3 separate regions of the Sus scrofa genome follow, and regions 1 and 2 are each linked to region 3. The links are chromatin contacts, called in public HiChIP or PLAC-seq maps. All regions are on one chromosome and are shown on one strand. The core of a region is the stretch at or near the end of the contact, and the rest is flanking DNA. Distances in the headings are between cores, read along the strand shown.

Region 1 (4,357 bases), core at 227-2,726, 420 kb after region 3:
CTTGGATTCTGATATCAACTCTGCTGCCCGCTAGCTGTGTGGCTGTGAGCAAGCTGCCTGACCTCTCTGTTCTCTGGAAAATGGGGAGAAAAATCTTTAGGGTGTCACTTGAGTTAATAGACAAATGAAGGCATGAAGTGCTTTGGATAATGCCTTCCAGCATGCTATTGTCATTACTAAAAAATACCACAGGGTGATGTCAAAAGGATGGGATGCACTGCCTCCCTCGGAGGTGTACTTGGCTGGGGGTGGGGACAGGGGCACCTCCAGAGGAGGTGACCTGAGCTGGGCCTGGGAGGAGGTGTTTCAGGGCCAGGAAGACAGAGACTCCAAGGATGGGGTCCAAGATTTCAAGCCTGAGTGACCGAGAGAACATTAATTCAACTAGGTCAGAGTGTGGAAGGAAATGCCCGGGGAAGTCATTCTGGGGCAGGGTGGATCTCAGAGCTGGGTGTCCTCCAGCCTGAAGGGGCTCAGGGTCTAAGCACATGCTCAGTCTGAGTGAGCCCTGGGTGCAGTGAAAGTGACCTCCATGAGCAAGAAGTCCCCAAGACTGAGGATTTTATATCTTCCCCTGGACTTGTTCCAAAGATGGTACCAAGATGGATGGTGGGTCTCTGTTTGACTCTGGGGCATCAAGGGAGGAGGAGCAGGGGATGCCATGGGGGGTGGTACCAAAGCAGAGGATGGAGTGGACGTCTTATGATGGTGAGAAAAGGCAACTGGGATGTCCCCGCCTGGCTGCAGGGGAGCAACTGGGGTGTCCTGGGGCTGAGGCTGGGCCACATTAGGATGGGGACTGAACAGGAAGGTTTGGGGCACCACAGGCACATCCTGGGGGAGGGCTCCAGGCTTGACTTGGGATGTGCCTAGTGGGCAGCTGGAGATGCCAGCCTGGGGGTGGTTCAGAGAGTTGGGAGGACCCCAGGGCAAGGCGGGCCCTGGACATTTGGGGTCAGCCATCTGCGTGGCCCCCTGGGGAAGAGCCTAAACTTGCCCCTCATGGAGAAAGGCAGCAGCAGTGACTATGGCTTGTAGAAACTTCCTAGAGCTGGCTCAACCTGCTTTGGGGACAGGGGTCAGGCCTGCTTATGAGTGTATGAGGTAATAAGGTACAGGAGGCAGAGATGGACTCTAAGAATTCAGGGGTCTCCCCAGGCGGCCTCAAGCAGATAGCTTGGCCCACGGGATGGTGGTTTCCTCTTTTGCGAAATGATGAAAGCCACTGATGATTTAGTTACTCTTCTGGTTTACTGTCAGCCTGGTGTGGGGGGGGGGTGTCTGTGTGACCCTGTCCCAAGAGTTTACTGCAGCGAACAAGTCAGAGGAGGCTCCTTATTTCTGGCCTGTGCAGACCTCTTGGCACCTTCCGGATTTCACACCAGAAGGTTCGCACTACCTCAGGTGGCGTCAGAAGTGTCCTGACAGCCAGGGCCAGTGCTCAGCTGGGGCCCTGCTTCCTGCTTGGGGGAGCAGGTGACAACAACACCAAGAGGTGCCCAGATCACACAGAGGAAACATGTTGGGGTGATCCAGGTCACTGCCCTAGAACAGTGCTGCTCCCTGCCTGGAGGTGGGCTGTCGGGGGCGCAGGGCAACTCACCCAAGGATGGGAGGACCCCCGAAGGCCATCCGGGCCAGCCCCCTGCCTCCAAGAGGGCTGCCTTCAAAGCATCCCAAAGGGATGCAAAAAGCATAGCCATGGCCTCTCTGTGCAGCAGTTGCACTGAGGCCAGTTTGAGTGAAATCAATTTGGAAGAGGCCATTGTCTGCAGCTGAGAAACAAGTCTGAAATCAAGTACAGTTGTCAAGAAACTTTGGCGATGTGGCGTAGCAGAGGCTTAGGGGGTCACGAAACACCCAGCAGAGGTCTGTGTGCTCTGCTTTTATGTGCACCCACGCGGTCTGGAGACAACGAGCTATTTTCTGATAAATGCTTCAAAAACATTTACAAACACCCCCTCCCTTCTCTTGAATTGCTCTCTTTTCTTCCTTTCAGAAGCACAAAAAATGGCTCTTGATGGCATACCTCCCCTTTAGCTGACAATTCCCTCTCCCTGGGGTCTTTCACGGAAACACTTCTCCAAAAGCTTGTCTGCATGGGGTTCCTCACCTTCACTGACTCCCCAGCGCTGCCGAGGTAGCTTTTGCGCTCACTCCACTGACACCATGGGGTCCCTGACCTCCTTGTTGCCAAACCCCGGCCACTTCTCCGTCCCGGTCCCCTTGATTCCCCTGAGGTCGCTCCTCCTGACATCTTGGGACCAGCTGCTGAAAGTGGGAGGGGACAGCACCTGGGAGGGGTGGTCTGGCCCCGCCCCTGAGGGAGGAGCGCTGTGACCATTGGCGCCCTCCTGGCTTCTTTCCAGCCTTCTCTCCTCCACTCCCCCAGCGCACCCTATCTGGTCCCCAACACCAGGTACACGCTGACCCAACGCTCAAGCCTGTGTCGCTAGGGCCAACCTCTTCTGGATCATCAGACACATCAGACAATTCCATTGGAGCAGCAGAGGGACAGCTCCCTGGGGATGGAAAACAGGCCACCCAAACTCCTGGTTGCCATTCCCACTCTATCTGCTTCCAGCTTCCTCATCCCAGGAAACGGTGCCAGCAGGCTGGTAAAGGAGGATCCCGAACGCTCCCTCCCTTCTCTGTATCTCTGGTCAGAAGTCCTGCTGGTTCTAACACAAAGATACAACTGGAAGGCACATGGCCTTCCCCCTCCTCTTTCATGACTGTTTTGAGCCACCAGCCTCTCACTTGGACCCAACAGCTTCCACGTTTGCCCCTTCAAGTCTACCCCCTCTCATAGGGTTATTATGGGCAGGGCAAGCACTCCCCTTGACTTCTTGCTCCTTAAAAGTTTTCTGATTATCCTTATTTATTTCTTTTTCAGAGGAAATTTAGAAAGAACCATTTTTTAAAAAAATAAATAATTCAATGGTAAACCACTACAGTCCAAAGATCTGTTCCTTCAAGTAATTTTTCCCCCCTCCTTTCTGCAGGCAGTGTTCTAGATTATGAATGACCACAGTCATTTATAGTAATATTTTCCTTTCAGGGGACTATTTATTTTTTAGTTTTCTTTTCCCTCCCTCCTTTCCTTCCTTCCTCCATTCCTCCCTCCCCCCACTTTTTTTTTTTTTTTTTGTCTTTTTAGAGCCGCACCTGCCACATATGGCGGTTCCCAGGCTAGAGGTCGAATCCGAGCTGCAGCCGCTGGCCTACACCACAGCCACAGCAATGCCAGATATGAACTGCATCTGCGCCCTACAGCACAGCGCACCGCAAGGCAGGATCCTGAACCCACTGAGCAAGGTCAGGGATGGAACCTGCATCCTCATGGATACTAGTCAGATTCGTTTCTGCTGAGCCAGGACGGGAACTCCCGACTATTTCTTTCTACATAAACTCAGTACATAAATAAAAACCTGGCTAGAGTAAACAAGCACGGGGAAGTTACGAGTCTCTCTACCGAAAGACCAATCATTTTAAGTGGCACAAGCCTTGACGCTTTCCTGGCATATGGGAGACAGGAGATGCGTGTGGCTGTGCGTGCAGCGCCTGTGCCCTGGGACCGGGCGGCGGCTTACCTCCCTGAGGCAGGTGTAGATGGGGCAGACCAGCACGCGGAAGGGCTCGCCAGTGCTGCTGCGCATGGTGCCGAAGACCTCACACAGGAAGGTGATGAAGCCCAGCCAGCGCTCCACGTCCTGCTGTTGCAGCTCCTCCCGCACCGTGAAGTCCTTCTGCGGAGGCGCAAGAGATCATGTCAGCTGTGCGAAGCTGGGAGGGGCCCCGGTACAGTCCTGCTCTGCCAAGGTGCCAGCTGGCTGAGAGCTGGTCCTGGGCAACTGGTAAACCCCATGTTTTCAATGAGGAGGAAGATGGGTGACCCGTGGCTGAGCCTGAATGCTAAAGAATCACTTGCCGGCAGAAGGACCACCTGACCTTTGGCCATAGCACTTCTTCTTTGATGTCCCCAGATTGGGGGGCGGGCACAGCCTTGCCTCGCTGACCCTGATACTTAGGTAGAGGGAATGAGATAAAGGGGGAAATGACACCTTTTCCAGTCATCACCTCCTCCATTCAACTCTCTGAGGCTAAACTATTTCCTTTTGCTAACTCCCAAATCATGTGTCCACAGCAGGGAGGGTAACCAGAATATTGCCCCCCATCACTATCCATCACTGGTCATCTGAGGCCCATCTTGGCCCCAGCACTGGGCTAGAGACACAGCTACAGCTCCTGCCTGCAAGGGGCCTAGAGCATAGAAGGAAAATTAGAGGTATCCATTCATTCATTCATCCCCCTTAAAAATATCACTGTCCCACGGTGTGCCAGACAGTGTTCTAGT
Region 2 (4,575 bases), core at 980-3,479, 310 kb after region 3:
CTGGCGTAGGCTGGCAGCTACAGCGCTGATTAGACCCCTAGCCTGGGAACCTCCATATGCCTCGGGAAACAGCCTTAGAAAAGGCAAAAAGACAAAAAATAAAAATAAATAAAAAAATAAAATCCATTCATCCTTCAGTGGACACTTGGAGTTGCTTCTGCCTTTGGGCAGTTGTGAGTAGTACAGCTGCATACCCAGAGGTGAAATTGCCGCCCGTGTGGTAGTTCTCTGTGGAGTTTGTTGAGGCAGGGTCATGTCTGCGTAGACAGATCACAGATCCCATGGGGCAACTGGGTGGGCTTGAAGGGGAGCCCTGGGGCAGGAGTGGGGGGGGGCACGTCTGAGGCCTGGCTCTCTGTGGTAATACAAGCCAGGTTGGAGTCCTCTGAAATGTGGGGCACACTGCAGAGAGCAGCGGGGGTCCAGGGTGGGGGAGCTGTCGGCTGAGGCTGGGAGGGCCTGCGGGAGGGGGGAGCCCCAGGCCTAGGAGGTCCTGGTGCTTTGGGGGTGAAAGGGCCCGGATGGCTGAACAGTGAGTGTGTCAAAGCCAGGGAGATTAGATTACAGAGGCAGACAGAAGTAATGATTAACTTTTCCAGTCTGCACGCTGTCTCCAGTCTGTCGTACTGTTGTTTTTCCCTGTAAGTACAGTGCGGCCCTGGCCTGGCTGGGCCCTGGTGTTGGGTTGTAAAGGAAGAAGGAATGAGGGCTGGGAGTGAGCAGGGGGCGGGGAGCCGGGGAGCTGGCCCAAGAGCGAAGGCTTTTCCATCAGATCCTGCGCTGGAATTTATTGGCCGGAATGCAGTAAATGTTCAAAATGCCATCCCAACCAACAGTTTTCATAATTGTTATGGAACAAGGGGAGCTGGGGGAGGGGAGGGATGAAAAGGACTTTTGTTTCTCACTGTATTTTTCCACATCTTTGGACGATTTCTCTACCCTCTAGAAAAAACTGAGTTGAGCTGAGTGGAGCTGTGGGGGGAATGGGGTGGGGGCAGGGCCTGCGTCTGAGGCTGTCTTACCTTTCAGGGAGCCAGAGGTCAGGGCAGCGCGGGGCTCTAGTAAATCGAGGCCCATTTGTGGGGGGTTTGGATGCAAACTTATGTTTGGAATGGATGGTCATTGGGATCCTATGCTACAGCACAGGGACATGTGTGTGCTTGGGTCGCTTTGCTGTACAACAGAACTTGAAGAAACATTGTCAGTCATCTATATTTTAATAAAAAAAAAAATGGAGGCCCACAGCAAAAAAGCAGCTCCAGTAGAGCCCCTAGACCCGCAGAACCAGGCAGAAACTGCTCTGTACCTCTGGGAGTTGTGTCTTTCGGCACATTGTGGCTTATTATGCAGCTGTGTTTATTAAGATTCTTTAACATGTAGCAGCATACTTATAGATGGTTAATAAAAAGAAGAGGGATGTTAATTTAAAAAAATGAGGAGGAGTTCCGGTCGTGGCGCATGGGAAACGAATCTGATTGGGAAGCATGAGGTTGCGGGTTCGATCCGTGGCCTCGCTCAGTGGGTTAAGGATCTGGTGTTGCCGTCATCTGTGGTGTAGGTCGAAGAGGTTGCTTGGATCCCATCTTGCTGTGACTGCGTGTAGGCCGGCAGCTGTAGTTCCAATTGGACCCCTAGCCTGGGAACCTCCATATGCCGCCAGTGCCACCCTAAAAAGAAAAAGAAAAAAAAAATGAGGGACTTTCTAGCGCTTTAAGAGAAGGTTCTTCGGTTGGATTTGCCTTTGCAAGTGGAAGCGCAGCCCCAGTTGGGAGTCCAGGTGTGGAATTCGGAGGGATTTCTAGACTCTGCAGGTGGGAGGTGGGTGGGTTAGAGATGTGACGGGAATATCCTTGAACACCCTTCTGTTGTGGGATGTTCCCCTTCCTTGTTATGTCTTCCTGGGAGTGGCCAGGATCCTACCTGGGGGTGTGGACAGGTGAGCAGATGGGGGGGGCGGTCTCTGTGTGTGCAAGTGTCTGAGCCTCTTTCCTGAATGGAGCTGCTCAGCTCTTTGGGGGTGGCAGCGGGAACTCAGTGATGCACCCGTGGCGTGGAAGAAACTTGAAATGCAGACTTGAGAAGTGATGAGGCTGGATGCACACTAACCAACAGCCAGGGAGGCCCATTTACTGTAAATATTATGAATGGAGTTGGCCGGGCTGGGTGTCCCCACCCTTCCTCTGAGGCCTCTCGGAGCCGGGCAGAGCTGGCCTCCTCAGAAGGCAGGCAGCCGGGTACACGCTATAATTTGCATGGCTGAAGGCTGGGGCGCAGGAAGCCGCGTCAGCCCGGCTGGCGAGACAGATGGGAGCTTTTGATTTGTGTGGCTTCCCTCCCCTGCCCGGCGCTACCCTCAATTATATCCTCTGATGGCAAAACACTGCTCTTAGGAGGGACCCCGGGGGCTCGGGGGCCTCAGACTTGGGCTGTTTGAGGGGCTCAGGAAGCGGGGGGTGGGGCCCGCTGGGGGAGCAGGGAAGTACATTTTAGCTCTAGTAACTGATTACTCATCACAATTTGTAAGACACAGTCACGAATCAGTCTTGTAGATGAGCAGGATCTGCCAAATATGTAAGCTCTGGGAGTTTGCAGGAGGAAGGAGGATGATGGTGGGTGAGGAACTTTAGGGCACCAAGCCTGGGTGGGCGTTGGGAGTGTGATGATGACACAGGAGACCCCCCTCCCACCCCAGGAGGGGGCTCGCCTTCCCCTGAGACAGAAAGAACATGTTTGTAGACTCACTGAAAGTTTTTGTAAAGTTTGATTTAGAGATGGACACAGCAAACTCTGACTCACATCTCTTTTGCCTTTTGGTTTTGTTTTTGTTTGATGGTTGCAGATGAAATGCAAAAAGGTGCCCTGCTCCCCAAAGTGATTTTCTGCCTCTCTAGAAGGTAGTAAAAAGAAATGGACCCGGCGATGTTTCTTACTGACCAGAGACATCTGTGAATCCCAAAGTATAGCCAGAGACCCATCAGAGGCAGAAGAGGGCCCCTGGGGCTGTTTTACCCCAGCCCCTCTGCCTGGTAGTTATGGGCAGGTCAGACTGAGGCTTGGAGGGGCAGAGCCACTTGGCCAAGGTCACAGAGCAGCAGCGTGCTGGCAAAGAAGCCCTTTCACTCTCTTGGCTTCTTGGTGTGAAGGAGCTGAACCCCACACTCGGGGCCACAGTAGGTGTAACACTTTCAAAGTGTGCTCTGGAGGACACATATCTGAATCTCTAGTATTTGGAGAGGGCTGGTGGCTTTAAGGGCCTGAGGTGGCTGCCCACCCACAGCTCACACGGGCCTCGAACCCAGTTCTTGGCAGGTGATGTGTGCCTGTCTCCCCTCCTTTAACATATGGATGGTGATGCTGTGCTGCCTCACAGCGTGCCTTTTCTGTGAGCATCTGCCAGAAGGGCTCATTAGGTTTAAGTACCAGCGCAGAACTATTCTCCCACCTGGGGTGGGGTAAGGGGGGCGAAGAGTGTGGTCAGCGTTTTCCGAGCGTTCTCGAACCTAAGAGATGATATGCCCCCTAAGAGTTGAGAGTTTCCAGTGAAGCTGCAGCTCAGGCCTGGCCCTCTGGCTGCTTTTCATCACATCACAACAGCCGGTGAGGCTGCCATTGTGAGCTTCATTTCAAGGATGAGCTCAAGTCACTGCCAAGGTGCCCTGGGGAAGCAGGTTTGAGGAGGGGGTGTCTGGTTCCATAGCTGGTCCACCCATGAGGGGTGGGGCTCCCTGAGGAGTGAGACTTGGGAAGCTCAGCTGGTTGGGGCCAGGGCACCTGAAGAAGCACCCTGGCTTCTGAAGGCAAGAACCTGTGCCACCCCCTGCCTGCCCCCTAGCCCAGCCACCCGGACCCGCATTGCAGAGCTCTGAAGGAAAAAAAAAAATCCAACTTTTCCATCCTGCTTTCTACCAGCCAGAATTCATTCTCCCTTCCATTTGTCCAAGGAGCTCAGGTGGTAGTGATGGGTTGGATCTGCGCATTTTCTGGGTAACAGAGTTAACTGAGAGTGAGGTTGTTTCACCCCCCACACACACAACCCGGGTTGCTTGCTCTGAACCCCAGAGCTGTCTTTGCTCCCCCGACAACCCGAGGGAGCGGCGGTGGCGTCATTGCTTGTGTCCCGGATGGGGTGGCAAACGTGGCTGAGAGCTGACCCCGGAGCCCAGACGGAGCCCAGACACCCCAGCCTGGTTTTATGTTTGCTTTAGTTTTTTCGGTCATTTGCTTCCTGAAAACTGGAGCCCAACAAGAGTCTTTGTTAATTGTATTTGAGATGAGAGAGTCGATAGGACGGAGTGGTACCGAGTCCTTTTATCTCAGTCCTTGTCCCTGAAGTGGGCCGGTTGCTCTCAGAACAGCCCGTTTCCTGACCGGGGTGGGGAGCCGGGCTGACGGGTGCTGTTAACCTTTGAGATGAGTGATGGAGGGGGCAGGACGGATGAGGCAACCGTGGTGGCGCCGGGAGTCCCGAGGAGGGAGGACCCTGGACCTGAGAGGGTGAGGCGTGGCAATGTTTGCGTTCCAGGGTTGTACTTCTGAGTCTGCATTTGTGCCCTTCGTTTGCCCTCATCAGCCTGC
Region 3 (4,449 bases), core at 1,360-3,859:
ATGATAGATTTATAAACATCAAAGCATTCTTTAAACGAAGAATTATTTTGAAAGCAGCCAGAATCACTTGGATTCACAATAAGTCAGCACCTGTAAGCAGTGGAAGTGTGAAGGGAAACTTGCTTTCCTTTCTGGACAACAATTTGTACAGCAGATTTTGAATATACTTCATGTGTTAAGTCTTGCCATTTCAGAAACGATTAGGGCTGGTATTTTTGTTTTTTGTTTTCTTTATATTGTTTCAAGTTGTATGTTCTTGGAAACAACTGAAGTACTCTAAGAAGAGAGCAAGAATACTTAAAATCTGTGGTTTGAATGTGAAGGTAGAGTTTGGAGAACATTTTTGGAAAACCTCATTCTGCTTTGTTCTAAGACTGTTCTTGATGAGTAATGAGGAAAGTAGTTGAGGACAGCTAAGAGGTCTTTAAGTTTTCTTCCTGTTTGGAGTCTTCCATTTTAAGTAATGATGAAATTGATGTAGGTAGGATGGCCTGTCTGCTGCTGCTGTTGTCACCTCAGCTGTCAACCAGGTGTCAGGAGGAGGAGGAGGAGGTCCCCTAAGCCCACAGGGAAGGGGCTGTGATGATGTATAATCTCATCATCTCTAGTTGAATGGATATACCTTGCCCACTGTATTGGTTTCCTACAGCTGTTGTAATAACGTACCAGAAACTGGGAGCTTAAAACAATAGATATTTATCACAGGCTCACAGTTTTGGAGGCTAAAAGTGCAAAACCAAGATATCAGCAAGGCCACGTTTCCTCTGAAACCTGTAGAAGTATAATACTTGCTTTCTTCTTCTAGCTGCTGATGTTTGCTGTCATTCCTTGGCATTAGTTGGCTTACAGATGAATCACTTCAGCTTCTGCTTCTGTCATCAAATGGCCATTTTCTCCCTGTATGTTTCTGTCTCTCTTCTCATAAGAACACCAGTCATATTAGATTAAGTGCCCACCCTGCTCCAGTGTAACCTCATCTTAAATAATTATGTCTGCAACAGCTCTGTATCCAAATAAGTGACATCTGGAAGTACCAAGGGTTAGGCCTTAAACATGTCTTTTGGGACGATACAATTGGATCCATAATACCTACTTAAGATTCTTCTCCTGATACTTACTTGTTATAGTCTACAGTCATCTCTTCTGTCCCTATTCTTTACCGCTTTTTGTCATAGATTCATTACTTTGTCAATTAACAAATATATTGAATTGTATTGGCTTTTGTCATTTAGTTTTTAGTCTCTTTATATCTTGAATCTTTAACTACATTATAAGCTGCCTGATGGGTAACCATTAGTTAATTTCCTTGTATGTTACATACCAAGTAGAGATGAGTCACAGAGCTGTTTATTCAGATGCTAGGTAAATAAGTTAAATAGCTTCTATCATGATATAGATCATTCTTGTACCCTGTTTTTTCCCCTCTGTGAATTGTCGTAAAAACAAAGCACTTTGGAATGTCTGTCTTTCCATAGTAAGCTTTTTTTTTAAACCCCTTTTTTGATCTTTTTCATCCCATCTTTGCCATTTCCTATATCCAACAGTTATAACTTCTGTTAAAAAGGATATGAAGCCTTTCATAGGCATCTAGTTCTAGAATTAGGTAGGTTGTTGCTAATTTTGATCCAAAATAACATAAAGTCTTTCATAGAATGAACAAACTTTCATAGAATGAACAAAGTGATAGCTAGTAAGGTCTTCAGAACTATTTCAGGATGGCCAGCTCTGAGCTTAATCATGTCATCCCAGTTCTTTATTCCATAGAAAGAAAATAAAAAGTTTTTGTTCATTTAGGGAGGGTGATTAATACAATTAAATCTTTTGCACTTGTACAAAGTGGACAAATCATGGGATTCTTTTAAAACTAAAAAAAAATTTAGCAGTTAAGTCCTTATTATGTAAGTTCCTGTTGCCAGTGATTTATAGACCTTTGCTCTCTCCTAAGGAAGGAAGTAATTTTATGTTTATGGTTATGACTCTGAATCCCAGCCCAGCCTACAGTGGGATTGTCAGTGTAGTATAAATGCACCCAAACTCTCATAAACAGAATAACCTGTGGATCATTGAATATGGAACATTAATTTTTGTCAGTCTTCCTCCAGTGAATCAGTAAATACTGTGCTTGCCTAATGACAGTCATTGTGCTGGGTGCTAGGGAAACAGATATAAACATTCAGGATCTGCCCTCAGAAAGGTTGTGGTTGAGAGGGAAGATAGATGCGAAGACAGTTAATAACACGTTTTAAGTTGTATATTGTCAGTAAGCACAAGTCAAATGGGAACCTAGAATGGAAAGCACCAAAGTGAGCCTGAAGCAGTCAGGGAGAGCCTTACAGGAGAGTCATGCTTACAGAATGGAGGAAGAGGAGTTTGCCAAAAGTTCAGGAAGATGCAATGAGCATCTTCAGGTAGTTGGCAACAGGTGCAAGGACCCAGAGGCAAGGAACACATGGCCATCTTTTCCACCAGAAGGAGGTGTGCTGGTGTGTCTGTCAGTTACTGTGGCAGTAAGGCTGATACTTTTGTGAGGCTGATGAGAGCGTTGAGCGGGTGAAACCAAGATTACACTTTTCATCTCCACCCACCTACGCCAGTGAGCTTCTTCCGTTTTGCGATGACCACATTCCTTGACAGACAGCACCCATCGTCCTGGCCCGCCAGCTCACAGATGTGGGTTTAGTGGGTGTCACCACGCCCACTAAAGTGGGTGAAAGGATGAGGGAGTGCGGCTCTTTTCAGGGTATATCCATGACCACACTGAAAAATGACTCCAAGACAGTCTCCGAAAGAGTTTTTAGCCATGAAGACTTGTTCTTATTTTTAATGCCCTTAATAGATTTTCAACTCTTACAATCATATAGCATTTTATCTTGCGTGTATTTTTCCATCTCTGCTGTAGAAAGGTGCGACATAAATATTTAATCAGTCTCAACAGAAATTGGCTTTTTTTCACGGCTTCAGATTGTCTAATTTCACTGATCTAATACTTGTGGCACGTATGTTGAGAATTAAGTCTGAGAACTCACATTTTTTCAGAATTTTACAGTAGCTATAAATCTTTGTGCCTTTTTTGTTGAGTTTGTAAAATATAATGATCTTAGAAGTGAGCAAGCTTTTTGATGGTCATAAGATGTACTGAATATGTTATTTTGTACCTATTTCATTGTGAACCCAGTCTATCCATTACATCCTTAGTGTTTGTACCCCAGATTACTTAGTGTAGACTGATGTGTGTGCACTGAAGGACAGTTTTGAATCTAGTATATAGTCATTATTAATGTCCCCTGAAGACTAGATTTTTAGAAATAAGTCTCTTAATTTCAGAAGATGATGTATAAAGATAAGTTTAAAGACTCTCAGGCTGAGCTCTCTTTGATAGCTATTTCTATAATGATCATGTGCTTTGGGTCTTTTTTCCTTCAATCAACTCCACCTCCACTGGAACCAATTTGGCATCTGTGGGTGTCATCATTTTAATGTATGCTCTGTCAATCTACCACTCCACTTGACACAAGGAGGAAGGTAATGACATATAGAAATGTTTCTTTGAGAATATAAATTGTAAACAAATCCAATCAAGCAATTGTTTTCAAGTAAGTTTTCTTTTCTTATGAAATTTCCGTCAGCATTCCCTTCCTCTGAACTCTTAAGTTCCTGGAAAGAAAGTGTTAGAGAGGAGCTTGAAATGAATGTCTGTATTTGTGGTTTTTTAGACCTTGTTATTAGACCACAAGTAGGGCAGACAGCAACATGCTATTAACACGTTGAAATACAACTTCAAGCCATATAGCATAACTGTGCGTTGCTGGGAACCAAGCCGGCTCTACATTCCTGCATGGCCATGTTGGGCATTTTAGAGCAAATGTCTGCAGTGGAGAACCATGATGACGTTTTTTAAAAAATAGTTGCCTTGTCCAAAGTCAGAAGGCTTTTTAAATACATATGCCACGTAAAAAGGAATGGCTCTAATAAATTGATTTGTTTGTCCATACCTGTAATGTATATTATAGCATCATCTTTAAAACAAGGGATGTTGTTAAAACTTAATGAGTACCATGTAAATTTCCATCCGCTTAGTGTAATATTTTTAGATATTTGGTACATATGATCCTTACTTAGTGTTTACAAAGCTTTGCAAAAATTATTTTCAAGCGCCTTATTCCCTTTGCTTTGATAGTATGTAAAAATAAATGCCTTAAACTATTTTGTTTTCACAAAGGAGAATGAGATTCTATAAACTGTGGTCAGGTTTCCAAAGTTAAGATTCTCAAAAACGCTCTTGGAAATAAAATTTGTCCATTAAAAATAGTGTAATCCTATAGATACTACCTACCAACTTCATAACTGATTATAACAAATATTTTAAAATCAAGCAAGTACATTTACAAAAACATCATGTAAGTGCTATCCAAATTATCTGCCTATTTTTTGTTGCTTCCCCGCATTTTA

Evidence for each region. HiChIP or PLAC-seq counts read pairs in DNA pulled down with a chosen protein or histone mark.
Region 1: an H3K27ac HiChIP or PLAC-seq map of alveolar macrophages shows a contact between it and region 3. The contact joins two enhancer-like sites. A contact is called at or near these places in 2 of 47 Hi-C or Micro-C datasets (embryonic fibroblasts and epiblast stem cells) and 1 of 2 datasets of contacts at active chromatin or transcription factors (alveolar macrophages).
Region 2: a contact with region 3 is called in an H3K27ac HiChIP or PLAC-seq map of alveolar macrophages. The contact joins two enhancer-like sites. A contact is called at or near these places in 2 of 47 Hi-C or Micro-C datasets (embryonic fibroblasts and epiblast stem cells) and 1 of 2 datasets of contacts at active chromatin or transcription factors (alveolar macrophages).

The regions. Positions count from the first base shown.
Region 1 is chr1:98,408,725-98,413,081 of Sscrofa11.1, reverse strand. CTIF (CBP80/20-dependent translation initiation factor) reads right to left here. Exons shown (of 12, transcript XM_013992850.2): 10 at 3,594-3,749. Among named protein-coding and RNA genes, the nearest start is that of SMAD7, 130 kb to the left of the region's middle. Within about 2 kb of position 1,476, at least 1 of the 83 cell types and tissues checked has an H3K27ac peak or open chromatin away from gene starts, as enhancers often do. A contact at or near this core is called in alveolar macrophages, where this site is marked.
Region 2 is chr1:98,519,050-98,523,624 of Sscrofa11.1, reverse strand. All of the region lies in intron 3 of SMAD7 (SMAD family member 7), which reads left to right. Among named protein-coding and RNA genes, the nearest start is that of SMAD7, 21 kb to the left of the region's middle. Within about 2 kb of position 2,229, at least 45 of the 83 cell types and tissues checked have an H3K27ac peak or open chromatin away from gene starts, as enhancers often do. A contact at or near this core is called in alveolar macrophages, where this site is marked.
Region 3 is chr1:98,832,066-98,836,514 of Sscrofa11.1, reverse strand. All of the region lies in intron 13 of DYM (dymeclin), which reads left to right. Among named protein-coding and RNA genes, the nearest start is that of DYM, 190 kb to the left of the region's middle. Within about 2 kb of position 2,609, at least 6 of the 83 cell types and tissues checked have an H3K27ac peak or open chromatin away from gene starts, as enhancers often do. A contact at or near this core is called in alveolar macrophages, where this site is marked.